2 separate regions of the Mus musculus genome follow, and region 1 is linked to region 2. A link is a contact called in public HiChIP or PLAC-seq data. All regions are on one chromosome and are shown on one strand. The core of a region is the stretch at or near the end of the contact, and the rest is flanking DNA. Distances in the headings are between cores, read along the strand shown.

Region 1 (5,539 bases), core at 1,023-3,522, 60 kb before region 2:
GGTGGAAGCAGGAGGATGGAAAACTCAAAGCCCTGCTTGGCATGGTGGCACATGTCTTTAATCCTAGTGCTCAGGAAGCAGAAGCAGGTGGATCTCTGTGAGCTCCATCATAGCCTAGGCCAGACAGCAAGTTCCAGGACAGCCAAGAAAGAGAAACCTGAAACGAAAGAAAGGAAAAAAAAAAAGAGTTGTCTTAGCCTTAGCTACAAAGTAAGTTTGAGGCCAACTCAGAGACTCTTGTCTCAGACAAATTAAGAAAAATGTCCTAATGTAGCTCAGTTGGTAGAGGGCCTACATAGCATACACGAACCCCTAGATTTAGTCCCTGCCATGGCATAAACTGGGCATGGTGATCAAGGTCATTTGTAGCTGCTACATAAAGGAATTTCAAGCCAACCTGAGTTTGAGATCCTGTTAAGAAGGAGTGAAAGGTGAGCAGGAAAGAGAGATGAATAACTTCCTTGGGAATTTTTGTTGGGTTATTATAGCAGACAATTCTGTAGGAACCTCTGAACACTGCTGTCCATTACTCAGTGCTATGTTTAGAGTTTCCACACATAGATTATAACTGAAGATTCATCTTGCAAGCCCTGAATTTTAAAAACATATTCTAGAAATGGGCTAAAATTTCTTGAGTTTGTTCTGTACTCAGTATTCCAATGCTTTCCTCCTCAGATGTCCGGCTACTGCTTAACAATGACAATCTCCTCAGGGAAGGGGCAGCACAGTAAGTACCTCCTAAATCCACGGGTGGGTGTCAGAGAGCTCGGCCAGCCTGGGCAAGGTACTCAGTGGGTCAGCACTGCAGACCAGCGGCCCCGTTCATCCCTCTAACAGTGGGTAAGCTGGTGACAGTAACAGACAGCAATTAGTCTCTGGTTTTCTGTTACAGCTATGACCATGTATTTGAGGGAATAGACTCTTAAAAGAATGTGTTTGTTTGTTTGTTACTCCATGGTCAACAGTGTTTAGTCCATAGCCATATTAATTCATAATCATGACCCACAGGTTGAAAAATGCTGCTCTAACTCAAATGTCCTGATTTCCAGTTAGGAATGGTTACGCCAATACAGAGTTCAGATGCTTTGACTGCTTTAATTACACCCACAGACACTAAAGCTCTGTGTGTGTGTGAGAGTGTGTGTGTGTGTGTGTGTGTGTGTGTGTGTGTGTGTGTGTGTGTGTGAGAGAGAGAGAGTGTGTGTGTGTATGTGAGTGTGTGTGTATGTGTGTGTGAGTGTGTGAGAGTGTGTGTATGTATGTGTGTGTGTGAGAGAGTGTGTATGTGTGAGTGTATATGTGTGTATGTGAGTGTGTGTGTGTGAGAGAGAGTGTGTATGTGAGTGTGTGTGTGTGAGTGTATGTGTGTGTGAGTGTATGTGTGTGTGAGTGTATGTGTGTGTGAGTTTGTGTGTATGTATGTGAGTGTGTGTGTGAGTGTGTGTGTATGTATGTGAGTGTGTGTGTGTGAGAGAGTGTGTGTGTGAGTGTATATGTGTGTATGTGAGTGAGTGTGTGTGAGAGAGAGTGTGTATGTGAGTGTGTGAGAGTGTGTGTGTATATGTGTGTATGTGAGTGTGTGTGTGTGAGTGTATATGTGTGTATGTGAGTGTGTGTGTGTGTGTATGTGTTCAAAGTCTTGCAGATTTCTTAGAGAACCTACATATTAAAGAAGTTTGTTTTGTTTTTTCCTGAGTCCAATTATTTAAGTTTTTTTATGGGAATAAAAAATTCTCTTTTATCTGGGCAGTGGTGGCGCACACCTTTAATCTCAGCACTAGAGAGGCAGAGGCAGGCAGATCTCTGAGTTTGAGGCCAGCCTGGTCTACAGAGTGAGTTCTAGAACTACCAAGGTTGCACAGAGAAGCCTGGACTAGAGAAAGGGGAGAAAAAAGAGAGGAAGAAAAGTTAACTTTTATTTCTGTAATGAAATGCTCTTGACCAGACTCTTGTTGGTGCCTAGTACATGCTGTTTCAGTGATGCTCGCCATCTTTATTGCTTCCTGTATAAGCAGAAGGAGGCTTTATTGTAGCTGGGTAAAGATAATACACTAGATCGGCCTAGGATTTACTTTCTTTTTTGTATTTTGGAGCCAGTGGTTCTAACCACAGTACCATTCCCTGATAGTGCCTAGCACTTGTAGTATAGGTAGGATGTTAAATGTCACATTAAAGCGTGAGTTTCATTTTGAATGAGATGACATTGGTAAGTGAAATAGAGAATGATGTGGTAAGACTTAGGGTTTAGAATACTTACTTACCAGCTATGTGTTCTAGTAACGTTGTAAGTGGGCAGAGGCTGCAGTGAGGCAAGGCAGTGATAGTTCAGAGGAGAAGCGAGCCTGGGGAGTAAGATTCTGGTCACACTTCTCTTAGACCTGTGGGTTGGAGATAAAGTGTCAGAAAGAACAGTTAAGGATGGCTTCAAAGTGTTTGGATTAAAGTAGCTGCTAAAGTAGAGATACTATTGACTTTTTCAATTCTTTCTTTAACTAGTGCATTTGCCCAGTATAACATGGATCAGTTCACACCCGTGAAGATAGAAGGCTACGATGACCAGGTAATGACTGCCTGTTCCACGGTCTGTGCCGGGTAGTAGAGATGTAAAAGCCAGAGCAGATAGGAAATTGGCTGTTAATATATTTATGTCTTTGATTTTTAAAATAGTCTACATATTTAAAAATTCTTAGCCGGGCATGGTGGCGCATGCCTTTAATCCCAGCACTTGGGAGGCAGAGGCAGGCAGATTTCTGAGCTCGAGGCCAGCCTGGTCTACAGAGTGAGTTCCAGGACAGCCAGGACTACACAAAGAAACCCTGTCTCGAAAAACCAAAAAAAAAAAAAAAAAAAAAAATCTTCTTTCTGGTAATATTAGGTGGGTTCCCCACCACCACCAACCCATAGGAAAAAAGAGTGCCATTGACTTGACATGTAGGTTCCAGAGCAGTGCAGAGGAAGTCTAACAAAAATAGCAGAGACATTAATTTAGAATTAGCCTAAGTTACTCAAGGAATCTGCTGCTTAGGAGATAGGAACACGAAAAGGATTTCATTTAGTACATTTTTGGACCATGTAGCTGTATTACTTAAGTGCTCACAATAATACAATGGCCCTGAAAAATTTTATAAAATATGTAAAAATGAATACATGAGAATTGGTGTGCTAGTATAAATATATATACATGGATAATACATTAGCTAGAAATCAAGATATAAAGGGTATTGTTGGGAGGAAGAAAACATTGTTTTATTTTTATGAGAATAAAAATGATACGTGCTTTAAAAGTCATTGTGGAAAAGAAATTAAAAGTTAATTTTCTTAGGATATTATTTCTTTTTGCAAAACATAAGAATTGTCTTTTTTATAGAACTACTTATATTTGTAATTCTTCTCTGGAAGGTCTTAATTACAGAGCATGGTGACCTTGGTAACAGCAGATTTTTAGATCCAAGAAACCAAATTTCCTTTAAGTTTGATCATTTACGGAAAGAAGCAAGTGACCCGCAGCCAGAGGATGTGGATGGAGGCTTGAAGTCTTGGAGGGAGTCGTGTGACAGTGCTCTGAGAGCCTATGTGAAAGATCATTATTCCAACGGCTTCTGTACTGTTAAGTATCTGCCTGTCCCTCGGAGAACAGATTAAAGTTACTTTTCTTACGCTTACCTTACCCTTTTGAACCTTTGCCCCACCAGACTTTACTTCTTTTCTCTTGGTTATTGTCATCTCCTTATTTTATTCCTTAAATAATTTCTAAATTTTTGAAATTTCTTTCTTAAAGATTTGCTTTTATTGTTTTTTAATTAAGTATGAGTGGAGGGAGGGATTGCATGTAAGCCCAGGTGCCCCTGGAGGTTAGAGACATTTGTTCCCTGAACATGCACTTACAGATGTTTAAGCCGCCTGACATGGATTCCAGGGTTTAAATCCAGGGCCTCTGCTAAAGTAGTATATGCTCCTAATTACTGAGCAGTTTCTCCAGCCCTAGAAAATTTGTTTTTAAAATCTCAGTGTATAACACTTTAAAATATCCATATATTACATTTTATATTTCTCTTATTTACTCACAATAAATCACCTCTACCCATCAAAAAGTTATTAAAACCAGGTTTGATAATATACTTGTAATCTTAAAACATTTGGAAAGTAGGGGCAGGGGCATCAGGAGTTCAAGGCTGTTGTCCACTCTACAAAAGTTAGAGGGTAGCCTGGACTATGAGGCATCTACTGAGAGTGCGGAGTGGGTGGTGGGATTTATAGTTGATTGTATCATGCTTAGCTTACTGGGTTTTTAGCTTTTTGTTTTTGTTTTTTGTTTTTTGATGTTTATTTGTTTGTGGGTTTTTTTTTTTTGTTTTTGTTTTTTAAAGTAAAGACAGAACCTAGAGACTGGCACATGCTAGGCAAATATTCTGCCGCTTAGCTGTATCCCCAATTGTCATTATAGTTTGAAACAGGATCACTAAGTTGCCCAGGCTCTCCTTGAAACTTATTCTGTAGTCTAGGTTGACAATGACTCTTTAGTCTGTCTGTCTAAGAAGCCCCAAGATGCTGGGAACCCAGACTTGCACCAGGCCTGCCTGCATTTTTTTTTTAATTAAGATTTATTTATTTATTACATGTCAGTACACTGTAGCTGTCTTCAGACACTCCAGAAGAGGGAGTCAGATCTTGTTACAGATGGTTGTGAGCCACCATATGGTTGCTGGGATTTGAACTCCGGACCTTTGGAAGAGCAGTCAGTGCTCTTACCCACTGAGCCATCTCACCAGCCCCCTGCCTGCATTTTTAACTTTGTAGCTAGTAAATAAAATTGTATCTTTATAGGATGCATAACATGATGTTTTGAAATATACCTTGTGGTATAACCAAGTTGAGTGTAGAAACTTGGAACATATTAACTTTCCCCCTGGGTGGGTGGGTGGATGGGTGGGTGGTTGGTTGGTTGGTTGGTTGGTTGGTTGGTTGGTTGGTTGGTTGGTTTAGATGGGGCCTCAGTCTATAACCTAGTCTGGCCTTGAACTTGAGATGATCCTCCTTCCTAAGACTATATACTGTGTCCTGGTGTTTCAGGCTTCATTCACCACACCTGACCTGTGTGTCTGTGTGTCTGTGTGTCTGTGTCTGTGTACAGTCTACTCTCAGCAGTCTTCAAATATACAGTACATAGTTACTAGTTAGACTTTTAAATCTGTAGAGAAGACAAATATAATAGGGATATAGCTAGTTAAGATCACTATGAATTCTTGAGTGGTTTAAATCCTAAACCAGTCACTTAACTAGTTGTGTGGCCTTTGGTATAAATTACCTAGCATCTCTGTGCTTCAGTTTCCTCATTTATATAATAAAACAGTGTATTGTGAGGATTCAGTAAGTTAATGAAAGATGTTAGGACCGTGTCTGGCACAATGTAATCTATACATAAGTGAAAGGTGCCATTATTCTTACATGTTTTATCTTTTCTAAATAATAGAGGAAACACATCATTGTAGCTAAGTACAGATTTCCTTTTTAAACATTTTTCAGGAAAGGAGACAATACA
Region 2 (4,867 bases), core at 1,990-4,489:
TCCTGGGGCTACACAGACAGCCCAGGCTCCTTCCGGCTGCATTACCCCTTCAGCTCACCCAACACCCCACAGACGTCCACGCAGCACCTTCCCAGGAAGTTCCCAGTGGGAAGCTTTGAAAGGCTTGAGAGGAAAGACCAGGGATAGGGATTTTAGCCCCTGCTTACAAGCAGCTGAAGACGCTGGCGCTCCGTCTCTGGTGTGAACTCCCGGGACATCGGAATGATCTCCCCATTTCGGACAATGATGGCCCTGCCCAGAGACAGAAAGAGTCTGGACCTGGCTTTCTCGGTCTGAGTGGAGAATTCCATGCAGGAGGACCAGGCCCTCCCCATAATGAGCCTGATGATGTCTTGCCTGGGTCCTCATCTCTCCGTCCCCCGTGGATATGGCAACCTTTCCTTATATCTTACTGATCACTGCGGTCTTTAATACTTAACCCAGCACCCCTTCACTCTCTGCATTCCCCTCATCCTAGGGAGGATGTTCCCCTTTTACGGCCACTCTCAAAGCCCTCTTCCCACTCACCTGCTGTCACCTGCGTTAGCCACATACATCTTGCCTAGCAGGTACAGCACCACTAGTGCACAGCAGCCCCCTTCCACTTGGTGGCCACGCCGCTCCCGAGCCATCTGCTCATCCTGCCAGGTGAGGAAGGGTCAAAGGAAACAGAAAAACCTGCGGCACATAGTCACCTACTCCACCTTGCACCTCTCCAGGCCAGAGTGGAAGAGAAGAGGACCACACAGGGTAACAGGACCAAGCTCCGCTCAGGCTCTCAAAGGCAGTGTGGATTCTAGGGTTCACCCACCCACCTCCACCTCACAGTGTTGACTAGAATGCCTACTTAGCACATTATTGGCCTAGGCCATCCACTCACCATGAGATGGAAGGCATTCTCAATGGCTCCTACTATCAGGCTGTCATGGGTCACTTCCTTCTGTGGAGACCAGCAGGATTGAGGGCTAACCAACTGTGAAGGACTGGGGGCTCCTGGGGTTCCAGGAGTGGATGGGAGACAGAGGGGAGGCGGCAAGGGATCCTTAAGTATTTCTACTAGATCCTTGAGCTGTTCCCGGATGTGGCGATGCAGGAGCCGGGAGGCCATTTCAGCTGCTCCTCCACCAGCGTGCCCATCAAACAGGCCCCAGTAGTAAAAGCAGAAGCCCTGGTGAAGAAAAAGTTGGAAGTCGGTAGGGATGGAGGGAGACAGGGCAGGTTAGCAGCCATATAACCATCACATGGGAGATCTGAGTGTGATATCAAGGCAATTTAGATCTATTCACTTATTCATGCACAGCCTACTGTGTCAAGAGAAAGAGGAGCCAAGTTCAAAACATGAAGAATGCAAAGGTCAGTACTGATTAGTTTAATCATCCATAAGTGCATGAACAGTCACATGTGAAATGGAATAGTAAACTTTCCTAGCAGAACTAATCAAATCGAAGCCACTTAGGGCTTCTGTGACAGAGGGAGAACCTCCACACCTCTCCCATTTAGAACCAATGCCTGAAACCCCAGGGGAGAGGTGCCATCGCATCTCTGGAGATTAGGAAAGGGGATGGAGTATTACCTGGTTATGGCTAGGCTCCCTGGAGACCCCTGTAACGCTCCTGCTCCTCCGACTTTCCACATACACAACCTCGCAGCAAGCCTGATCCTCATTGTGCCTGCTCTTGCCAGCATTGATGACCCTACCAGAGAGCGTCCCACACCAGGTTAGACACCAGACTAGGTCCTGGAATAACCCCCACCTTAGACTCACATACACACACACATCCTCTCCTGCTCGCTGGCCAAGCTGAAAAAGGTCACAGCTGCCTGGGCTCCAAGCCAGAGGGAAGAGGAGAAGGCAGGGCCAGCAAGAAGTACTGTCTGGCGGCAGAACGTACAGCCTCATAGAAAGGCCCGCAACAGTAACTGCCTGCCTCAGTTCCTCCATCCTTGGCTAAGGAGACTTTCCGGAAGGTGGTGCTGGGGGTGGGGGTGGGAGTGGCCAAACAGGAACAGTAAATTTTACTCCCCTGCTGGTCAAAATACTACACCCCACCTCCAGTCTCAACCAGCTCAGACAGTGATTCATGGCACCTTCACCTTCATGCACACATTAACCCTCATCCTAAAACGACCCAGTGAAAGTTCCGGTTTTTCTTAAGAGTGGGTAAGCGCTCCGGCCCAAATAGGGTATGTAGACCCACCTGGACTGGGCAGGAATCTCTTAGCTACAAACCCCTTCCAACGGAGAAGCTAATGAGGAGGTGCGGGGCTACCCACCACCTCCTTCCACGACCTCAGTGCCCCCATTCCCCTGGTGGCTTGGCTTGGCTTTCCCCGAAGATGATTTTAAAATATACAGGTTCTGAGAGTACGCTGATCTCTACCGGCACCTATCTGTCTACACACCCATAACCAAAGGGAACCGTCGTGCTCTGCGGGCGGACCCCTCCCCCGCCCGGGAAGCCAGAGGCCTTCTGGTGTCGCGGGCTATTTCTGGGTGTGGAGGGGGAGGGGACCGGTAAGAAGGACAGGGAACTGGGGAGCTGGGGCCAGGAAGCGGATGAGCGAGTCTTTCCACCCGCGATCTCCCTGGCAAAAGGAACTAGTCCTTCTCAAACCTCCCCTCCCCTAGCCTGTGAACCGCGGGCCGCGACTTGGAACCCGCCAACTCATCCTCGGCGGTGCTCCCTGCGCCCTCCCTGGGTGGGGACTGTCCTGAGTCGACGAGGGGCAGGGTGAACAAGGTCCTGAAGAAGGTCGTGGAATTTGCACCCCGTCCGGGGGATGTCTGGGAGGGGTGCAGGTTCCTGGGATGGTTCCTGAAGCCGGGATGCGTCTCCCGGGAGAATGGGAGTCCCATCCTCGTCTGGGAGCCCCGGGGCGCTCACTCGGCATAGCCTGTGCTCCAGGGCAGGCGGCGGCCGGTGTCTGGGGGGCTTTGCACAGCCCGGCCTGCGTGGTCGTCGGCGCGCCGCAGCCCTCCGGGGCTCAGCTGCAGAAAGGTGGGTCGAGAGAAGCTCACAGTAGTCTCCGCGGTCTTCTGGGGCGCGCCGACCTGGTTCCCAGGCTTCTCCCGGGAACTCTTAGGTGTTTCTTGGGCGGCGGGAGGCGCTGAGGTAGCGTTGGGCAGATCTGGGGACTTGGAGCGCTGGGAAGAAGTGCCACCCGAGCTCACCAGGTGCGCCACGGCTGAGCGCACCCGGTTTAGCATGCTGCCTCCGTGCCCCGCCCTCGACCGTGGGCCCGCCCCCTGAGAGGCCCCGCCCCTAGGGTTCCAGGTGGGCGGTGCCCACTCCTGGTCCTTAACAAACTTCCCCAGGCTCCAGGCTACCCGGGAACTGCTCCACCCGCTCCTCGCCTCCGCATCCCTGCTTTGTCCCGCCTGAGTGTCAAAGGGGAAGGGTCTATTGTGGGAAAGAAGCGGAACGAAGGAAATATTTCAACCATGCTGTAGGTTAGACATCCGCTAGATTTAATCCGCTAGAATTTGCCCATTATGACGAGGGTGGGCGAGGCAGCCTCCTCGCGCTCGGTTGGGGGTGGGCCAGCCAGAATGGAGAATTATAGAGCTGATGACTTCAGAGCGAAACATCCTCTTGGGTGTGAAGGGTTTGGTGTGACAACACTTTGGGTTAGGGCTGCAGAGTCGAGAGCAGAGAGAACTGGTGCTAGTCGCGGTGCTAACCAGGCCAGGCAGCCTGAAGGCACTATTCTTCCTAAAGGTCACCTCCACGTTCGAAAGAACAATTGTCACTTCCATCCCACTTTCTCAGAACCGTACCTCCATATTTAGACGTCTGCTGGCCAGTTAGTAAGGTTAACGACATAGTAAATAAATATGATTATTGAGGGCTTGCTCCACACTGGGCCCTCTATAAGGCACGGTCTAGTTGTTAGATCACTATACAAAACGATGCAAGGTAAGCTACACCCATTTTACAGATGAAGTAGGAGTAGACAGTCTCCTGTTCTTTTATAGACTTGCCTAAGATTCACGCAGTCACTTAGAGATTCATACCCATGTCAGAACCTGCTACAGATACTGGCTTCTCTGGACTAGGAAAAAGGCCCAGAGGGGAGCGGGACTCCTAAATTTCCACCCTGAGGTTGCAAGCAGAAAAGCAATGCTGAGCAAGTTCTCTGGCTACCGCCAGGGGGAGACAAAGGCCAGGCCAAAAGCGTGTGTGGGTCGCAGGAAAGCCCACTACGATTCACACAGAGGGGCTGTTTTTCTCTGTCTTCTCTCTAGGGAAGGATTACTGACCCGATTCAGAAAGAATTCTGTCCTTATACTTGGGCTTAGAGAGTTGATCACTATCCACTCCTTCATCTATCCCCAACACACAGTTTAGCAGAAGTCAAGGCCCTTCCTTGAGGGAACCACGACTCCCTGTTCTTAGCTGAGACTCCACCTCAAGGCACCCAGCTATGTGCATCCTGTTCATATCCTGGGCTAACCTGTGCCGCCTTTCTCGACCACTTCTAAATAAAAATTACACAGTGGTCATTCAAAGTACAAACTTGCTGTAATTAGGTCTGTGTTTGGGGGTAGGGGAAGGGCAGGGCAGAGAAAAATGAAATCACCAGGGTAGAGGTGGGGAGGACTGATAAAATCAGACTCAAAGGCAGCCAGGGGCAAAGAACATGCATACTGCCACTATGAGTGTTTTCTTCCTGAGAAAAACTGAAGCCAACTGTCTGATAATGTCAGTGGGAAGCCAAAGACTGGAGAGAGAGAAAAAAAAAAGCTTTAGTTTTATTATTCAGTGTTTCTGGGTCAGTTTATCTATCACCTTTCGGCATCACCCAGCTTCTGGGCTCTTCACAGCATCCACAGTGTGACTGCAAAGATGGGCCACGCCACAGAACT

The links. HiChIP or PLAC-seq counts read pairs in DNA pulled down with a chosen protein or histone mark.
Region 1: a BATF HiChIP or PLAC-seq map of CD8 T cells shows a contact between it and region 2, with 12 read pairs. The contact joins the enhancer-like site here to the promoter of Ppm1j in region 2. A contact is called at or near these places in 1 of 39 promoter capture datasets (embryonic stem cells), 1 of 15 datasets of contacts at CTCF or cohesin (CD8 T cells), 14 of 484 Hi-C or Micro-C datasets (the C2C12 cell line, beige adipocytes, centroblasts and 10 more), 11 of 115 datasets of contacts at active chromatin or transcription factors (CD8 T cells, bone marrow-derived macrophages, craniofacial prominence and 5 more) and 4 of 9 other capture datasets (adipose tissue, embryonic stem cells, liver and 1 more).

Annotation. Positions count from the first base shown.
Region 1 is chr3:104,837,849-104,843,387 of GRCm38.p6, reverse strand. Capza1 (capping protein (actin filament) muscle Z-line, alpha 1) reads left to right here. Exons shown (of 10, transcript NM_009797.3): 3 at 676-727; 4 at 2,497-2,560; 5 at 3,400-3,606. Among named protein-coding and RNA genes, the nearest start is that of Mov10, 22 kb to the right of the region's middle. Within about 2 kb of position 2,272, at least 6 of the 459 cell types and tissues checked have an H3K27ac peak or open chromatin away from gene starts, as enhancers often do. A contact at or near this core is called in CD8 T cells and regulatory T cells, where this site is marked.
Region 2 is chr3:104,779,428-104,784,294 of GRCm38.p6, reverse strand. Ppm1j (protein phosphatase 1J) reads right to left here and starts at 3,239. Exons shown (of 10, transcript NM_027982.2): 1 at 2,886-3,239; 2 at 1,574-1,694; 3 at 881-1,168; 4 at 529-641; 5 at 168-252. The coding sequence starts at 3,208. It also overlaps a transcript of Tafa3 not described here.